2 separate regions of the Pan troglodytes genome follow, and region 1 is linked to region 2. The links are chromatin contacts, called in public Hi-C maps. All regions are on one chromosome and are shown on one strand. Each heading gives the region's core, a stretch centred on a gene start, on an enhancer-like site or on the middle of the called end of the contact. The rest is flanking DNA. Distances are from core to core; before and after follow the strand shown. Region 1 overlaps NFIA (nuclear factor I A). Region 2 has its middle 140 kb from the start of TM2D1.

Region 1 (3,253 bases), core at 89-2,588, 140 kb after region 2:
GGAGAATGGGTGAAGGGAGGGGTTTCATGTGGCAATGAATGGCTACTCTGATGATTTTCAACTTCTCCTTTCAAATGAGGTGCAGGCACTGAAGCCATGATTGTGACACTCTCCTAACAGGCCCAGATGGTCAATAGCGACACAAGAATAAGTGGAGGTAAGGTGGAAAAAGTGCTGGACCCAGTCTTCCTGGGTGATTTTGAGCAAGTCACAGTATTTTTCCTTCCTTACATATGTAGGATTTTATGAGGGAAGATGCTCCTTTCAGCCCAATATATCTAAAATGGTATTTTCAAGCATGAAACATAATAACTAAGCAGGATCAAGATTTTACTCTATTAAGTACCACATTGTCCAAAAGAAAAATGAGGCCACTGCGTACCCTTCATTCATGCTTGCGTCCATGCAGCATTTATTTAGAGCCTTCTGTGTGCCTGCCAGGCCCAGTTACTGGTTACCTTTTCCTTTCGTAAATCCTTAGGTGATTAGCTTTGAGCAATTGTCTGGTCATATATCACTTTATCTGCTGGCATTTCTTTTTCTGTTAGCTAGACAGAATGAGCAATTATGGACTAACATCAGAGTTAGTTTCTCCAGTGAAATAAAAAAGTATGTGGCTTTTGCCGACTTTTCTCTAGAGATACCTTGACAAATTCACTACATTTATCATTATTTACAGAAAAATTACCAAGGCCTAACAAAAACCAATGCTTCTGAATTCTTTAAGTTGACGGTATCAGAAAGGGTTCTGATTGGGTTGCTTCAGGCAAGTGAAGGATCATCCCTGTGGAAGAGATTCCATTAGGTAACGTAAGGACTCATTTGGTCCCCAGGGATGAATGGCTAAGTGATAGCTACATGGAGTTTGGTATAAGATTTCCTAGTCACACAAGCCACCTTTGATTTCCAGAGGAGTTTAAAAAACTTAAGCCCAGACCGAAAAACTACGCATCCTGTAGACTTTCAGATGTTATTCTTTGACCACATGCTTTGAGGAACACAATAAAGCCTCTTGTGTCCTGAAAGGAAATCAGCCTGGCAAATACACATGGCCTAAATCTAGCTGGACAAAAGAAAGAAGAGGGAGAGAGAAAGGAGAGAGAAAGCAAGCCCCAAACCGTGTTTCTAGTAGGCCTCTACCTAACAGCTGACTCTCATCCACGTTAGAGCCGCTTCCTCCCTTCTACAAAACAGGCTCAAACTTTGGGTGCGGGGAATAATGCTTACTATTTCTGTTTTCACACTTTCTAAGTCGGTTGTGAAATTCCAGACTTCTTCAATCTGACACTAAGGTAGTTCTTGAAGCAAAGGCCTGGCACCCAGTGAGTCAGCAGGGGGAGCAGTTCTCCACACCACAGTTTCTGGACGAGACCTCAGGGCACTACAAAAATCTGCAGTGCCTCTGCACTTCTCTTAAAAAGCAAAGCGCAAAAAAAAAAAAAAAAAAAAGTTTCTTCACACATCTTACTATTCAGTATGTGCCTTGCCGACAAGGTTACCCCAGAGCAGCTCTGTAATCCTTCACTGAAATAGGCTTTATTGATTGCTCTGGTCTATTGTTCTCTTTTCAAGTCCCCCAAGTTCAAGTTCATCCTGGTGTTACATCATGTCTGGTTGCTAAGAGCAACCAGACAGACCCAGACGTGACTATCATTAGCAAGAAACCCTCTGCTCTCCTCCCACCAACCTTCCAGTGGTTCTGACGTAGCAGGCCCACTGCAAACACATTGAAGTATTTATTCTGCCTAATTTATGACCTACACAGCAAGCAAGACCCCCACTCCAAAAACCAACACTGTTGTATATTTAATTAATCTGTCTTTCTCTGGCACTTGGGAAAGTTAGACAAAGGACTAATTATTGTGTTTCACTCTCCACACTTTTCTTTTGGGGGGTGGATATTTGCATGGGAAAGAAAACTACCAGGCCCAGCATCAGCCCCCCTCCTCTTTTTCTTTTTGCCCTATTGACATTTCATGAAATACTTTAGCTGCTTAAGGGAATTAGAAAAAAAAAATGCGATGTGAATGTTACTCCTTCTGAGTTGGTATTCAGTAACACAAATCAACTCATGACATGTTTAAATTTAAATGCTAACCACACACTCTCAGAGTTACTTTAAAGGTTAGTTTTTAATCAATAGAAGTTGCTGACTCCAGGTTTTTGAGCTGCGCGCTGCAACTCTTGGGCTTTTGTCTAACGTTAAAGCTTTCAAACTTTTTTTTTCCTTGAGATGATTTTAGCAATGATTTGCAGACACAGAAGGCTATTGTGCTCTGACCAGCAACATGTCAATAGAGGGGCTGAGCTGCCCTGTGGTGGGGTGTCAATATGACTCCTGAAGGCAGAGGTTGGGGGTCTTTAATAACCCGTGAAAAAACCTTAATTAACCCTTTCAGGCCCAAACCAAAACCTATTCTTAAACTTGTTCACTCCTATAATTTGACCATTAGTACTTATTTCAACATCACACTAATCTTCATGACAATTAACCCAGCTACTTGACCAAGGTTTTCCAGAATAGGAAGTTGGTTAGGGGAACCACACAGGGAATTTTTTTTTTTTGAAGTCTCTGATTAAATCATTTATTTGCAGAGATGGCAGATAGTTCTAATAATAATAATAATAATAATAATTCATACATCTCCCTGAATTTTCTCCTAATCAGTTTGTAAAGACACTCATAATCCCATTGGGATGAGTGTGACAGTCACACATGTGTAAGCCAGTCAATTCCTAGAAACTTCCATGAGCTGCTAGTAACACCAGATGGACAATATAATGTTTGTAAAAGCCTACTTTTCTCTTGTGATATTTTCTTATAATTTCTATTATGCAAGCAGTACAAATTTTAGAACATTAATTGAGGAATGATTCTGCATATTTTCTTCTTGGGTCATATAGGAAAAACATAAAAGAAATCTGAGCTTATTCGATTGTTGGGGTTGAGCAGCAAATCACTGGGAAAATGGGAACACATTAAACAAAAACCATCCTCAGACATTTAGTGACATAAGCATAGGTTTCATATGTTTTCTGCCTTCGTACTTTATAGCCCCTTAATCTACCCTACTGTATCCAAATGGACTACAAAGGAATCTCCCTCCCTATGTGCAGTGAGTGGCATTATTACAATGCAATATAAGATGATGTTATCTTGATACATTTACATTAAGTAAACACAGAGCTTTGATCTATTTTTTCCTCAGAAACTTTCAGCTATAGTTGTTGTGGAGGTCCACAAATCCACACC
Region 2 (3,236 bases), core at 20-2,519:
TTTTGAGAAGTATCTGTTCATGTCCTTTGCCCACTTTTTAATGGGGTTGTTTTCTTCTTGTAAATTTGTTTAAGTTCCTTATAGATGCTGGATATTAGACCTTTGTGTGGTATCTTCTTACAGCAGGCCTAGCAAACAAATACACATGGTATGTGGGAGCTCATTTCCACATGCTCCATGAAGGAAAGACCTGTGTCTCTGAATCTTCCTCTGAAGGAAGGAGGAAAGGAAAGCAGAAAAGAAAAGAGGGAGGGAAGGAAGAAAAGGGGTGGGTCACAATGCACCTGCACCTGCCTTGACCCCAGCTGGAAAATCTGCCTGTGAGCAAGAGGGCTTATACTTCTGTATTTAATCCTTATATAACCAGAACATGTTTGTGTATAACATTGGTAGTTGAAAAATAAATACAAACATATATACATATCAAAGAAAAGCAGAAAAGAAAATTCTTCTTCTTTCTCCAAGTCTCCAAATGGGAGAGTAACTGCTTGGTAATGTTGAGGTTAATAAAAAGAACACTGAAGTCAATAAAGGATGAAAAAATGTTTCATTTTAATTTGTTTACTCCAACTTTTTCCTCCTGACCAAATAAGATAACTGCTTTGGGGCAGGCCGGCTCTTGTCTTACTTCTTCCTAGGAATTCACAGAGCCAGAGAGACACTGATGGAGGATGTCCTTTCTGGATTTGCTTGAGAACATTTAGAAAAGTTTCCAAAGATTGGCCCTAGATGGATGGCGGCAGTAAGGTAATAGCTACCATTTCCACTCAGTTGTCCGGGCTCCAGTACATGATACATAAACCACACGCAGCCTCACTGCGGTTCAGAGGTTAAAAGTTATTAACTGAAATCAATTGAAATAAAAAGAGCCACATCTGCCTTGGTACACAATTAACTTCTCCAGACGGCTTTGGCCTGCACTGCAGGGGACACACACACACACACACACACGCACACACACACACACACGCATGCACACATTCTCACTCAGTAACCCTGAGGGAGAGCAGAGGCAGCTGCGGGAGCCAAAAACCTCCCCAGTCCTAATTAAACCCTCAAAGTTTCCAGGCAACACAGCCAAGGAAAAAATCATTTCCAAGCCGAAGACCCCCAGCCCCCAGCCCCGGCAAAGGAAACGGGTCGTTTGGTTTAATCAGCCCATGTGCACATTCTCTCTCCCCAGGTTGCCAAGACGGGCCTGTACCTAGCAGAGGTATTTGTGTAATCAAAGCTTCTGGAACTTTCCCTGCCAAGGCTACCAATGTGAATAGGCTCCTGAGGTAAAAATGTTCTCCCTGCTGGGGACGGCGCCCTTGAAGTCTACATCAAAATCAAGCCAGGGTCACAGCTGTTGTGGCACCCCACAGTGGAAAACTTGCAAGAAATCCCAGCCTGAACTACTGCTTTGCCTCAGGTCTACAGGAAACAGGCCCCAGAGAAGGGGAGAGAGAGAGAGAAAGAGGAGAGAGGAGAGAGGAGAGAAGAGAGAGAGAGAGGGGGGGAGAGAGAGAGAGAGAGAGAGAGAGAAAGAGAGAGACAAACTTTGGGGGTGGGAAGACAAAGCCACTTGAGAACCTTGTCCTCTTCATGGAGACAGCCCACACCCACCCCAGTCACCCTCACCTTATGTGAGCTGGGGTTCCCGCACGTTGGCCAAGAACCACTAGGTGGCAGCAGATTAACTCTTCAGCTGCCAGGGTGAGCTGGGGGCAGTTAGGAGCTGAGTACGAAAACTTTGTATCTGTCACTTCCCTCAAAGGAAAGAAAAAAAAATGACTTTTTCTGTACCCCAAAGATCCTTGGCTTGCAGATTAGGTATTGGAGAAAAATCTATGAGGGGTTGAGATTGCTTCTTGGGTCACCTGTTCTTATGAGGCTTGAATTAGAGTGAAATGCAATTGTATGTACTCCATGTTGTATAACTTGGATGACACTTGGTTCACACTTTGTTCAAGGGACTGAAAGATCCTTTAAGAAATTTATGCTCACATTCAAATTCCCTTCAACAGATGCTAAATATAAGAAGTAATGAGTGTGTTCCATTTTCCAGGGACAGTGCTAATGGTCACCTAGATGGCCAATACCCCTGCCCTCTGGGAGTTAATGGGGAAGACAGGCATTAAAAAAAAATAGCATTCTTGCACTTAGCCACTTTGGATGAGTCAAGGAATCCAGACTTAAATCTGCTATGGATAAAGAAGAAAAAAATAAGTTAAAGGAATATAGGCTTATGAAAGTCATTTACATTAAGCTTCTGTTACATGGGAAGGTAACAGGTTTTTAGGGCTTAGGTTTTTAGGGTGGCCAGTAACCTAAAATATGGGAGCCACCAGAAAGAAACTTTACAGCATGGTTTATATATGCTTCCTGTTCAAATGACAAAGAAAACAAATCTTTCTCTTGAGTGTTCTAGCCTCTGCAAAGCATCCCCTTGTTCTACCTATTAAACCTCTGCCACAAATATAAAAATAATGTGGTGTTGATTGGTGTAGGGGGGCAGAAATGTGAAATTGATTTACTTTAGAAAGGAGAGAGATCTACTAGCCACCAGAGGAATAAATCCAGAAAGCGGGGAATGGGGCTGGGGTGAAAAGACAAGTGTTCTTGTAGTTGAGCTTAAGAGAGTTTGGGAGGAATATGGAAAGAGGGAGGAAAAAAATTAGGAGGAGAGAGCCATAAATGTGTGACATATACGACTTGAGAGAGATAGGGAAAGGCAATTTTAAGATGTTTTGCTGTGCATTTGGGATTCCGTTTGATAGGCTTCAAGAGAGTTCAGTAAAGATTAAAATTGCCTTACAATTATTTGTATTTCTTCGACTGGAAAGCCGCCTAAGTCACAAGCACACACTGTTGGTGGAATCAACCCCCTTTCCTTTCCCGTTTGTCTAGGTGGTAAGGTAGGACTCAGATAATTTCTTTCAGGAAAAGCCATCCCAGTGTGTCCAGTAGGTTACACAAAACATAATTAGCATGCTAACCCTCATATGCAATTTCTCATTCCTAATGGGCAGCCTCAGACTTTTTGAATTTTTTTCTGTAAGTTCACCAAAAATTAAGCATCACAGTAAGACAGCTCTCTGATCCGCAGCAACTTGGGACGGTGATATCACACTGTTTTCTTGTATCATCCCCTGTGCTTATGCTGGGTGCATGACAGGGCTAGGAGGTGTTTGATGGAATTGGGGCTCCTAGTGGCCTACTCTCCTAGTGTCTTACTTGAGACAAGAACTGTT

Evidence for each region. Hi-C and Micro-C count contacts between places; a contact is called where the count stands out from the background.
Region 1: a contact with region 2 is called in a Hi-C map of induced pluripotent stem cells, with 1.7 times the contacts expected there. The contact joins two enhancer-like sites. A contact is called at or near these places in 2 of 7 Hi-C or Micro-C datasets (induced pluripotent stem cells and stem cell-derived neural progenitor cells).

What each region holds. Positions count from the first base shown.
Region 1 is chr1:169,549,388-169,552,640 of NHGRI_mPanTro3-v2.0_pri, forward strand. The region is part of intron 10 of NFIA (nuclear factor I A); the gene reads right to left. Among named protein-coding and RNA genes, the nearest start is that of TM2D1, 280 kb to the left of the region's middle. Within about 2 kb of position 1,339, at least 12 of the 24 cell types and tissues checked have an H3K27ac peak or open chromatin away from gene starts, as enhancers often do. A contact at or near this core is called in induced pluripotent stem cells, where this site is marked.
Region 2 is chr1:169,408,477-169,411,712 of NHGRI_mPanTro3-v2.0_pri, forward strand. No RefSeq gene overlaps it. Among named protein-coding and RNA genes, the nearest start is that of TM2D1, 140 kb to the left of the region's middle. Within about 2 kb of position 1,270, at least 1 of the 24 cell types and tissues checked has an H3K27ac peak or open chromatin away from gene starts, as enhancers often do. A contact at or near this core is called in induced pluripotent stem cells, where this site is marked.